Regions from separate parts of the Sus scrofa genome. Here region 2 is linked to region 1. A link is a contact called in public HiChIP or PLAC-seq data. All regions are on one chromosome and are shown on one strand. The core of a region is the stretch at or near the end of the contact, and the rest is flanking DNA. Distances in the headings are between cores, read along the strand shown. Region 1 has its middle 29 kb from the start of SEMA4B. Region 2 holds the start of CIB1 (calcium and integrin-binding protein 1).

The links. HiChIP or PLAC-seq counts read pairs in DNA pulled down with a chosen protein or histone mark.
Region 2: a contact with region 1 is called in an H3K27ac HiChIP or PLAC-seq map of alveolar macrophages. The contact joins the promoter of CIB1 here to the enhancer-like site in region 1. A contact is called at or near these places in 2 of 5 promoter capture datasets (fetal liver and liver), 25 of 47 Hi-C or Micro-C datasets (adipose tissue, alveolar macrophages, blood and 13 more) and 2 of 2 datasets of contacts at active chromatin or transcription factors (alveolar macrophages and skeletal muscle).

The regions. Positions count from the first base shown.
Region 1 is chr7:55,720,885-55,727,143 of Sscrofa11.1, reverse strand. It overlaps the pseudogene LOC100738227. Among named protein-coding and RNA genes, the nearest start is that of SEMA4B, 29 kb to the left of the region's middle. Within about 2 kb of position 3,448, at least 20 of the 83 cell types and tissues checked have an H3K27ac peak or open chromatin away from gene starts, as enhancers often do. A contact at or near this core is called in adipose tissue, alveolar macrophages, fetal liver and 4 more, where this site is marked.
Region 2 is chr7:55,794,761-55,801,019 of Sscrofa11.1, reverse strand. CIB1 (calcium and integrin-binding protein 1) reads left to right here and starts at 2,354. Exons shown (of 7, transcript XM_021098979.1): 1 at 2,354-2,688; 2 at 2,826-2,860; 3 at 3,956-4,064; 4 at 4,666-4,816; 5 at 4,961-5,079; 6 at 5,156-5,244; 7 at 5,931-6,186. The coding sequence starts at 2,638. The coding sequence ends at 5,952. It overlaps GDPGP1 (GDP-D-glucose phosphorylase 1), which reads right to left and starts at 2,328. Exons shown (of 2, transcript XM_003482236.4): 1 at 2,201-2,328.

The sequences.
Region 1 (6,259 bases), core at 2,199-4,698:
TGGCCTGTCCTGGATGATCCAATTAGACTGTGATCTGGCTTCTTGACAGAATAACTTTGCTCCGGGGCTCAGGCTGGGGGCAGGGCATCATTTGGGATATTTTGGGTTCTGGGTAACATAAACCCTACTCAAGCTGGCTTGATCAGTGAGGACGTGTGTGTGTCTGTGTCACTTAACAGGAAGTCCCACGGGAGCATGGTCCCCAGGTAAGCTGATACAGCGTCTCAGTGAGGACATAAGGACCCCAGGTCACGCATTCCTTTGTTCAGTCTGTCCCCGCCACAGGAGACTGTGCTATTTTGCCCCTCTTGCATAAGAGTGCCTGCTTCCTCACAGCTTTATTTATTTGCTTTTTAGGGCCGTACCTGTGGCATATGGAAGTTCCCAGGCTAGGAGTCCAATCAGAGCTGCAGCTACTGGCCTATACCACAACCACACAGCCACACGAGCCTCACCTGTGATCTACACCACAGCTCATGGCAACGCCGGATCCTTAAACCACTGAGCAAGGCTAGGGATCAAACTCACATTCTGGGATACTAGTTGGATTCATTACCGCCAAGCCACAAGGGCAACACCCTCACCGCTTTACTAGCAAAATGAGTTGTCAAACATTTGGATTCTTGCCAATCTGATAGGTGAAAAGTGCTCTAACAGTTTATTTCCATTTTAATTGTTTTTTTTTTTTCTTGTCTTTTGTCTTTATAGGGCCACACCCTCAGCATATGGAGGTTCCCAGGCTAGGGGAACCACCACAGCCACAGCAACACCAGATCCAAGCCGTGTTTGCGACCTATACCACAGCTCAGACAACGCCAGATTGTTAACCCACTAAGCGAGGTCAGGGATCGAACCTGCAACCTCATGGTTCCCAGCTGGATTCGTTTCCACCGCACCACAACAGGAACTCCCATTTTAACTGCTCTTATTATGAGTGAAGCTGAGCATTATTAGGGGCTACTTGTCTTTCATTTTCTGCGAACTTGGCCTTCACCTACTTTGCTCACTTACCACTTGGTTTGTTGATCTTGGATGCAAATGTTTTTCAGTCACTCTGCTCTGGCTTTCAGTGCTTGCTTCCTGCTCAGGCTGGAACCAGGATGGCAGCAGCAATTCTAGACATTGAGGTGTTTGGAAGTTAGGAATGTCGCTTTCTGTCTGTAGCTAACACAGTTCCAGTTCTAAACCCTCTTATCCCTTTCTCCTTCCCTTTTCAGACCAAAGTTGCTAAAAACTCACTTTCCCAGTTTGCTTTGCAGCAAGGCATGGCCATGTGACATAGCCCTGCCCAATGAGATGAGAGTGGGAGTGTGCAAGGGAACTTCTGGGAGAGATTAGGTTAGAAAAAGGACAGATGTCTCTGGCATAGCCCCTTTATTCTTGCCTTAACGTGGACAGAGGAGCTCCTGTCATGGTGCAGTGGAGATGAATCCGACTAGGAACCATGAGGCTGCGGGTTCAATCCCTGGCCTTGCTCAGTGAGTTAAGGATCCCGCATTGCCATGAGTTGTGCTGTAGGTCACAGACGCAGCTGGGATCCCACGTTGCTGTCGCTCTTGGCGTGGGCTGGCAGCTACAGCTCTGATTAGACCCCTAGCCTGAGAACCTCCATATGCTGCAGGTGCGCTCCTAAAAGAAAGACTAAAAAAAAAAAAACCATGGACAGAATGGCTGGAGTGGCAGTCTTCTTGACACCATAAATGAAAGATAAAGACAATCACAGAGATGTGGATCCTGACATCATTTGCGCTGCAAGACCAACGCCCGGAACCACCTACCTCCAGACTTTGTAGGAAGCACATTAAATCTCTTCACTCTTAGACTATTATTTGTCAGGAGTGTGTGTGCTACTTGGTGATGAAAACATTCCTAACTAGACTGTGACTTTCTTTTAGGAGGGAGAAAACTTCCCAGAAGTAACCCTTTCCCTGGACTTCTCCTCAGGATATTGATCAGATGGGTCACATGTTCTTTCCTGAACCAATCAAAAGGAACAGGATCCCTCTTAGGCCAATGGGGTCACTCCAGGGGTATGGGTCCACTTCCCCTGAGACATATGGATGCAGGGAAGAGGTGGGAGGTGGCAGGGTGGTGGCCCTTTGGGAAAGGAAGGAGCGAGAAATGTCTGCTGGCTAGGCAGCCAGCCGGGTCTCCTACAGGGAATGAGAGAGTGGCATCAACTCAAGTTTATGCGTTGGGGAGTGTCTTGTGCCTCACTTGGGTGGACCAGATGCCCAATCATGCTGTTCTAGGGCATTGCTGGGCTCCACCTGTGTGCAGAGGTTTGCCACCTGTCCCACCTATCAGGCAGTGAGGTCCTATAAACCATGAATGCACAGTTAAAGGAGCTATATAGACCTCTCTCAATGAGGTCAAAGGAATAGTTGTATTTCCTTAACAAAAAACCAATTTTCCTTAGTAAATGAATAGATTATACCAGTTTATAAACTCCATGAGGACAGGGTATATCTTACCTGTTTTCTGTTGCATCCCTAATCCCTAGCAATGGATTAAAAATATTGGCGTTGGAGTTCCCATCTTGGCGCAGTGGAAACAAATCTGACTAGGAACCATGAGGCTGCAGGTTCGATCCTAGCCTCGCTCAGTGGGTTAAGGATCCGGTGTTGCTGTGAGCTGTGGTGTAGGCTGCAGACACGGCTCGGATCTGGCATTGCTGTGGCTCTGGCGTAGGCTGGCAGCAACAGCTCCGATTAGACCCCTAGCCTGGAACATCCATATGCTGCGCGTGTGGCCCTAAAAAGACAAAAGACCAAAAAAAAAAAAAAAAAAAAAAAAATGTTGGCGTTCCTGTTGTGGTGCAGTGGAAACGAATCTGACTAGTATCCATGAGGATGAGGGTTTGAACCCTGGTCTTATGCTCAGTGGGTTGGGGAGCTGGCATTGCTGTGAGCTGTGGCTTGGATCTGGTGTTGCTGTGGCTGTGGTGTAGGCTGGCAGCTGTAGTAGCTCCGATTCAACCCCTAGCCTGGAATGTTGAACAAGACAGAACTTTTGGCCATAAACCTTGACATCAATCAATTCGCTGATTTGGGGGCTATGATAATTCCACCTGCTACCATCTGACCGAATACTGGTATCTGCCACATACTTCTCCCTCACCACTACAAGTCTACACACAACAAGAGGTGTTTGGAGACCTGCTGAACCCAGGATAACTGCATCCAGCATTTCAAGCCAAGGGTGCTGTGGAGGTGGAGCTGGGGCTGATGAACCCACTCTGGCTCCCACGAATCATAGCTTCTTTTCCGGGGCTTTCCAAATTACCTCTTTATTCGGGTTCAGCCCTTTGGCTCAGTGTTTAAAGTCTCCCCTTTCTTTCCTTTCAAAATCGGGAACGACCTTCTGACCCTCTCCAACTTTCCAGCTCATTTTCCGTTGTCATCTTTAAAAGGCCGCAGGCGATGACTCAGCATCCCATTCCGCAACGACAGGGATAAAATTAGCCCAGGCCAAAGGACCTTATTTCAAGAAGCCAGCAGCTCTTTACCAAACCCTCTAACTTGCCGCGGACGAGCGAGGAGCCAGTTCCCCCACCCGGTGATGCGCACGCGCACGTACGCACGCACACACGTACGTACGCACATATACGCACGCACATACGTGAGCACGCTGGCCCTCCTCCTCCAGGCCTAACAGGCAAAGGCCCGCTCACATGGGAGTTGCTCCTGCCAGCCTTGCTCCCACATCTTCAGCAGCAGCGACTCTCAGCTGGCCTGCTCTTTCATCTTCTTGTTCCGGACAGAACTAAAAGTTCCTTTTGATTGTCCTCTCTGGCAGTATCCTATTACAGTTGTTTATTTCCTCCATTATAAAAAGTAATACAGGGAGTTCCCCTTGTGGTTCAGTGAGTTGAGAGTCCAACTGCAGGGGCTCAGGTCTCTGGGAAGGCACGGGTTCGGCCTCTGCCCCTCTTTACCACTGGGTTAAAGGATCTGGCGCTGCTGCAACTGGGGCTTGGATTCAATACCTGGCCCAGGAACTTCCATATGTCATTAGTGTGGCCATAAAAAAATAGTAAAAAAATAATATATGTACATATATATCTGAGTCACTTTGCTGTACAGCAGAAATTGACACAACGTTGTAAATCAACTATACTTTAAGGAGTTCCCATTGTGGCTTATGGGGTTACAAACCTGACTAGTATCCATGAGGATGAAGGTTTGATCTCTGGCCTCCCTCAGGGGGTTAAAGATCCGGTGTTGCTGTGAGCCATGGTATGGGTCACAGACACAGGTCAGATCCCATGTCGCTGTGGCTGTGGTGTAGGCCGGCAGCTTTAGCTCCAGTTCAACCCCTAGCCTGGGAACTTCCATATCCCTCATGTTTAGCCCTAAAAAAAAAAAAAAAAAAAAAAAAAAAAAAAATACACACACAGACATACAGTAATATTATTGTATAAACTCATTTAAGGAAATGCAGGAAAAATAATTTATTGGCCCCCATTACCTAAACTCAAGCAGAGTCAACATTTCAATGCCTTACAGAGGCTATTCCAACAAGTCTTGCTTATCCTTCTATGCCTGCCTGCCTGCCTGCTTGCTTGCTTGCTTCTTTTTTGTTTTTGTCTGTTTAGGGCCACAGCGGAGGCATATGGAGGTTCCCAGGCTAGAGGTCCAATCCGAGCTGTAGCTGCTGGCCTACGCCAGAGCCACAGCAATGGGTAATCTGAGCCACGTCTGCGACCTACGCACCACAGCTCACTGGCAACTCCAGATCCTTAACCCACTGAGCAAGGCCAGGGATCAAACCCAAGTCCACATGGATGCTAGTCAGGTTCATTAACCACTGAGTCATGAGGGGAACTCAGAGGCCTTTTTTCTAAAATTTCTTTTTTTTTTTTTTTAGGGTCACACCAGCAGCATATGGAAGTTCCTAGGCTAGGGGTCAAATTGGAGCTGTAGCTGCCGGCCTACGCCATAGCCACAGCAACACCAGATCTGAGCTGTGTCTGTGACCTACATCGAAGCTCATGACAATGCCAGATCTTTAACCCACTGATTGAGGCCAGGGATTGAACCCTCATCCTCATGGGTATTAGTCGGGTTGGTTCCCACTGAGCCATAGTGGGAACTCCTCTACAATTTCTTTTTAATTAATTTATTTTTTTATTTATTTATTTTTTGTCTTTTTGCCTTTTCTAGGGCTGCACACGCGGCATATGGAGGTTCCCAGGCTAGGGGTCGAATCGGAGCTGCAGCCACCAGCCTACGCCGGAGCCACAGCAACTCGGGATCTGAGCCGCGTCTGCAACCTACACCACAGCTCACGGCAATGCCGGATCCTTAATCCACTGAGCAAAGCCAGGGATCAAACCCGAAACCTCATGGTTCCTAGTCAGAGTTGATAACCACTGAGCCACGACGGGAACTCTGATGATTTCTTTTTAAATCTGAGTTCTAATCATTAACAGCTTGCGTACCCTTCTACAATACAATTCTAGAGTCATTGTGAATTTGTGCAGAGTTAATCCGCAGCTACCCTGGCATGGGAGATGTTTTCTCCAGGAATATGTGAACATGTAGAACATGGCATGACCAGGTAGGGAGGCAGGGACAAGGACATTCCTGGAAGCAGCCTGTAGAAGCTCAGAAGAGGTGTGAGACATGCCCCACGTTATTACAGTCGTGAAGTGGAGACAAAGAGCTCTGCTTTCTCTTTCACTTTGTATACTTTACAAAAAACAAAGAAATACAATAATTTTTTCAGAGATGCTTATTTTAGTTTCTTTTTTTCTGGAAATTATCTGTGGTGAACATATGTTGCTTTTGTCACCTCAAAAAAGTAACATGTGTCATTGGCTGAATTGTATCCTTCAAATTCATGTTAAAGTCCTAACCCCCAGTACCTCAGAAGGTGACTGTATTTGGAGAAAGTGCCTTTAAAGAGGTAAGTAAACATGAGGTCATTAGGATGGGCCCTTATCCAACAGAACTGATGTCCTTGTAGGAAATGGAGATGAGGACACAGATGCTCTTAGAGGGAAAGCCATGTAGAGACACAGGGAAAAAATGACCATCTGCAAACCAAGAAGCCTCAGAAGGAGCCAACCCTGCCAACTCCTTCATCTTGGATTTCTAGCCTCCAGAACCATAAGAAAATAAATTTCTGTTAAGTCTCTGGTATCTGGTACTTTATTATGGCAGCCCTAGCACACAAACACACCAGGTAATTAACAAAAGAGAGAAGGCAGAGTTTCCCAGTTGCTCAGTTGGTTGAGGACCTGGCATTGTCACTG
Region 2 (6,259 bases), core at 1,105-3,604, 75 kb before region 1:
CATGGGGCTTACAGTTTAGCAGGGGAAACAGACATTAACCCAAGCATCACCCAAGTAAATAGAGACTGCAAACATGATACATGCTGTCAAGGAGGCGCACTGGGTCCTCTGAGAGTGTAAGACGGATTCTTAATCTAGTCTAGGGAATCAGGAGAGAATTCCCTGAGGATAGGATGGAAGAGGAACTGAGAGCCCATAATGTGGAAACCCAGAAAGCTTGAGGAGATGGCAGAGAGAGAGAATGGCTGAAGTCAGATTACAGAGGAGCTAGGATTTGGGTATTTAACCTCTTAATGGTTTTGAACTGAGACTGACATGCTCACATTTCGACTTTACAAAGATGAGCAACTGGAATGAACTCAAAGAATCAAGAATGTTATTTGTCAATGATACCTTATTAGAGCTGAAAACAACATTTAAAAAGAATCAATCTCGGGAGTTGCCGGTGTGGCTCAGTGGGTTTAAGAACCTGACATAAGTGTCCATAAGGATGCAGGTTGATCCCTGGCCTTGCTCAGTGGGTTAAGGATCCAGCACTGCTGTGAGATATGGTGTAGGTCGCAGGTACAGCTCAGATCCAGTATTGCTATGGCTGTGGTGTAGGCAGGCAGCTGCAGCTCCGATTCAACCTCTAGCCTGGGAACTTCCATATTCCACAGGTGTGGCCCTAAAAAAGAAAAAAGAATTAACTTCACCTCCATCTCCTCCACTCCGTAGTTTGTCATTCCTCACCTTTTGGAACAGTATAGGTTCATTTATTCATGCATATATTCAATAAATACTGAGCACCTATTAACTGTCAAGTACTGTCCTGGGGATTGAGAGGGGACAAGAGCAACAAATCAGCTTCAGTCCATACCTCCTCTGAGCACGCAGTTTTGAATGCAGGGTGGGGTCAGAGGACGGCATGTAGGCTGGAGTGAGGAACACATCAGTGGGGAGGCTTGAAAAGAGCCTCGGACTGAAGCAACCACTTTCTAAAGGCCCGAGTCTAGACAAGTCACCGAACCCCTCTGGGCCTCAGGATTTCCACACCTGTAAAATGGGAACTTACCTTGAAGAACTGTTTTAAGAATCGAAGCTAACTATACACGGTACTCGGCATTCACTGGGCCCTCAGTAAACAGCCTCAGTAGACAGCAAGATTATGGCTATTTCTGGAGAGATGGCACGAGACTGCAACACGTACAGCAGGTGCTCAGTGATAACATCTGAGTGCAAAAGCCCTCCCTGGCACCTTCTGCAGCTCTATACCAAAAAAAACAAACAACCCCATCCAAAAATGGGCAGAAGAAGATCTAAACAGACAGTTCTCCAAAGACATACAGATGGCTGAGAAACACACCGAAAAGATATTCAACATCACTCATTATTAGAGAAATGCAAATCAAAACCACGATGAGGTACCACCTTACACCAGTCAGAAGGGCCATCATCAAAAAGTCTACAAACAATAAGTGCTGGAGAGGGTGTGGAGAAAAAGAAACCTATTACACTGTTGGTGGGAATGTAAATTGGTACAGCCACTGTGAAAAACAGTATGGAGATGCCTCAGAAAACTAAACATAGAACTACCATTTGATCCAGCAATCCCACTCCTGGGCATCTATCCAGAGAAAACCACGACTCGAAAAGACACATGTACTCCGATGCTCACCTTCACTGCAGCACTATTTGCAATAGCCAAGACATGGAAACAACCTAAATGTCCATTGACAGAGGAGTGGATCAAGAAAAGGTGGTACATATACACAATGGAATATTACTCAGCCATTAAAAGGAACGAAATACCGGCATTTTTAGCAACATGGATGGACCTAGAAATTATCAGGCTAAGTGAAGTCAGCCATACAATGAGACACCAACATCAAATGCTTTCACTGACATGTGGAATCTGCAAAAAGAACAGACTGAACTTCTTTGCAGAACAGATGCTGACTCACAGACACAGAAAAACTTATGGTCTCCGGAGGAGACAGTTTGGGGGGTGGGGGGATGTGCTTGGGTTATGGGATGAAAATCCTGTGAAACTGGATTGTTATGATTATTATACAACTACAGATGTGATAAATTCATTTGAGAAATTAAAAAAAAAAAAGCCCTCGCTGGGAAAAGGGGCTGCCGAACGCCTCGGACCACTCAGCGAGTCACGACGTTTCTCGGTCACCCTGGTTCTAGACACATGCCTGATGCCCCTTACCTGACTCCGTCCAAGGCCGCCACCGCTGCCACCCGCTGCAGGTGAGGTGGTTGCACCACGCGACTTCCGCCAAAAGCATAGCGAGGGCGTGGCGTCCTTAACGCATGCGCATCCGGCACGCAGGCGCGCGGCGCGGCGCGGCCCGGCCCGCCCCGCCCATCCCGCCGGCGGGGCCGTGCGGCCTGGGCTCCGCCCCGGAGCGTCCGGCCCCGCCCCGGGCCCCGCCTCCAGCTCGCCAGGAACCGCCTGGAGCCGGGAGCCAGTAGGCTGAACGCGGCTGGGAGCGCCTGGGAGCTTCGAGGTGGGGGCGGGCCCGGGGGCGGAGGCCCCTGGAGCGGTTGCCGCGGGGACCGGACGGTGACGCTGCGGGAGGGCGGAAGTGAGAAAGTTGCCGGGGTCCGGAGAAGAGTTCGCGGAGGTCTGCGCGCAGCGCGGCGATGGGGGGCTCGGGCAGTCGCCTGTCCAAGGAGCTGCTGGCTGAGTACCAGGTGCGCAAGACGCGGGTCCCCAGGAAGTTTGCGCGAGGCTCGGTGTTCGAGAGGCGGGTCCTCGAGCGGCGGCAGATCGGACGCGGCCTCTGGCCTCTAGGCGGCCCGCTGACCCCGTTTCTTGTTTCGCCTTTCAGGACTTGACGTTCCTGACCAAGCAGGAGATTCTCCTGTAAGTGCTGTCTCGAAACTCACTTCTGCGATCCTCTAGAGGCGGCTTCGGGGGCTCGGGTGGGCGTGGGGCTTCTGTTTTAGAGATGCGCAAACTAAGGCCCCGCCATAGGGGATAGGGGGACTGGGGCCTGCCTGAGGTCAACATCTGAGCCGGAACTGGAAACTCGGCCCTGGGCCCTAGTCTGTGCCCTCTTCCTGGCACGCCCTCCCTGCCTGCCCCGGCTGACCCAGCGGTGCACCGCGGAACCACCTCGCAGCCTCCAGCCAAAGTTGGGCGCTCTTTGACCCCGCGCTCCACGGGCTTCTGCATAAGCGCATTTCCTGCCACAGTTCGGCAGGGGCTGTAGTTCAGGGTTGCTTTGCCTACTGACAAAGCCAGGGAGGCTTTGGGGAGCCTGGCTCCTTTACCTCAATAATACAGTAACCGTTAACGCACTTACCATGCACCAGCCTGTGTTAACAGGGTGCCTACGTTACCTAATGTAACCCTCACGAGGGAGGTATGGGGATAGTGAAACAGGTTCAGAGAATTTGGGGAACTCACCTAAGGCTACACTTAGTAAGAGGGTTTGACCTGGGGCTAGACGCCCCCTACCAAGCGGGGGGTGGGGGGAGCACCGTTATGTGACCTGGGCACTTGAGTGAGGAGCTTCCTGGTTTTTCTCCGCAAAAATAATCCCAGTGGGAATGAGGTGGGGCCTAAGGAGGCGATAGCTCAGGATAGCTGCTTTGAGGAGCTGCAGGAGATTCCTGAAATGAGATGAGCATGGGATTTCACTTTAGCTTTTTTCCCTTGTTCTTCAGGGCCAACTTCTAGCTCCTTCCCTGACCTCTCCATCCCTCAGGAAGCCTAGAAACAGGGCCCAGCACAGTGCCTGGGAGACAGCAGGCCCTCAGTTAAAAACCCACTGCAAGAATGGACTCCCAGCCTTTGCTGTCTTGTGATGTATCTCCTTTAGGCTTATCATGCCTGAGACTCAGAGGTTATATGTATGGGGCTCAGCTCCTCACCTGGTTGATAATGGGCAGCAAAGCAAGGAGTGGGGATATAACACAAACAGGAAGACACCCCAACGGCTTCCCCTCCTGCCAGAGCCCACAGGAGGTTTTGTGAGCTGCTTCCCCAGGAGCACCGAGGTGTGGAGGAGTCCCTGCAGGTGCGAGTGTCCTTGGAGCAGATCCTCAGCCTTCCAGAGCTCAAGGTGCCAGCCCCTCAGCCTCCCTCTGCTATTCCTTTTGAGATTGTGCAGCCATTCTAGTCTTTGCTCTGTTCTGGGGGCTAGGGCTCTACCATAATCCTCCAGAGGGATTATCTAGAAGGGTGTTTTGTCAACTGGGGTTCTCAGACCTACTCTTGGAGATTCAGAGTTTCATCCTTTAGGAGGAGATGAATTACCTAATCAAAGCTTGAGAAATTCTAGTCTAGAGGCTGATTGCCTCTCCATAGGGCTGCTCTGAAAATTTCCATGCAAAGGGCCTGGCCTGGTGCCATAACACAGTAAGTGCTCAGTTAAACGATTGTGTTTTACAATAACCAGCCCATCTTGTTCCCTTTGCTTAGGACGATGTCCTCTTCCTTCTCTGCTCCCAGGCCTTCCTTTGGGTTAAGCTCTGACTCCCAAGAAGCTGTCCCTGTCCCTTCCCCAGCTGAGCCATTGGTCCTCCTGGCCTCTGTGCAGCCCCAAAGCGCTGATCGTTCTCCTCCATGAACCTGAAACTGCTCCCCCCAGTTTCCTGATGGGGTTTGAGTGTGACTTGGGCTGCATCCCGCCTGCGGTGTTCATAAGCGGCTTTCTTGCCTAGGCCAACCCCTTTAAGGAACGAATCTGCAAGGTCTTCTCCACATCACCAACCAGAGACAGCCTGAGCTTTGAGGACTTCTTAGACCTCCTCAGTGTGTTCAGTGACACAGCAACCCCAGACATCAAGTCCCACTATGCCTTCCGCATCTTCGGTAAGGACCAGGAGCCAGGCAGGATACCAGTGCTTCCGACGTGCACTCAGTGGGGGGGCACTGCTTGGGAGCCGGGGGGCATTCATGGAGCCTTAGAGGTCATCCTGACCACATCCTTTCTGCCTTCCTGTTTCTGGTCCCTAGACTTTGATGATGATGGAACCCTGAACAGAGAAGACTTGAGCCAGCTCGTGAACTGCCTCACAGGAGAGGGTGAGGATACCCGGCTCAGTGCTTCCGAGATGAAGCAGCTCATCGACAATGTGAGCATTGGGGCCGGCCTGGCTGGGGAGCAGGAGGGAAAGGTTGGGCTTCAGCCTGAAGCTGTCCCTTTCCCAGATCCTAGAAGAGTCTGACATCGATAGGGATGGGACCATCAATCTCTCTGAGTTCCAGCACGTCATCTCACGCTCACCAGACTTTGCCAGGTATGACCACAGTTCCCATCTACTGCACGGGGTCTCTCTCTTTTTCTTTTTTAGGGCCGCACCCACGGCATATGGAGGTTCCCAGGCTAGGGGTCGAATTGGAGCTGTAGCGGCTGGCCTATGCCACAGCCACAGCAACGTGGGATCCAACCCGAGACTTCGACCTACACCACAGCTCAGGGCAACACTGGATCCCTGACCCACTGAGGCCAGGGATTGAACCCACATCCTGATGGATACTAGTTGAGTTCATTACCACTGAGCCATAATGGGAACCCCCGGTCTCTTATTATGGGAGGTGGTAGCTGGGGTGAGAAAGCTGCCTGCCTCCTGTAATCGTCTTAGGGTGGCTCTTCTTTTTTGCTTTTAAGAGCTGCACCCATGGCATATGGAAGTTCCCAGGCTAGGGATCAAATCGGAGCTGTAGCTGCCAGCCTACACCACAGCCATAGCGATGTAGGATCCTTAACTCTCTGAGAGAGGCCAGGGATTGAACCCACATCCTCATGAATCCTAGTCAGGTTCATTACCGCTGAGCCACGACAGGAACTCCAGGGTAGCTCTTCTAAAGGAAACTCACGATGTGGGGCACAGCCCATTCCAAAGGGTCTCGTGGGAGAGGTGGTAAGTTGGGGGTTAGGCCCTACCCTCCTCTTGAAAACCCAATGCATCCTTCTCTTGTTTAGCTCCTTTAAAATCGTCCTGTGACAGGAGGCACAGCATGTCCCAGCATCCTGTCGAAGAACCTTCCCACTGCTGAGCTGTGGCCAGGGTTTCACCCGTGTTGCCAGGGCCGGCCAAGCTGGCCCAGCCTGGAGCTGGCACTGTGCAGTCTTGCCTGGGGCAGGGGAGGGCCTTCCACCTCAGGGCCTCTCCCCTCATTGCCATTGTCATCGCTCTGTGTTTCTACTAATCAATAATAAAATAAAAGATTCAAAAGTTTTTGAGCCTTCGTGTAATACTAGCAAAGCTGGTATGAAGAAGGAGTGGACCTCTAGGGGCCTTTGGTTACATC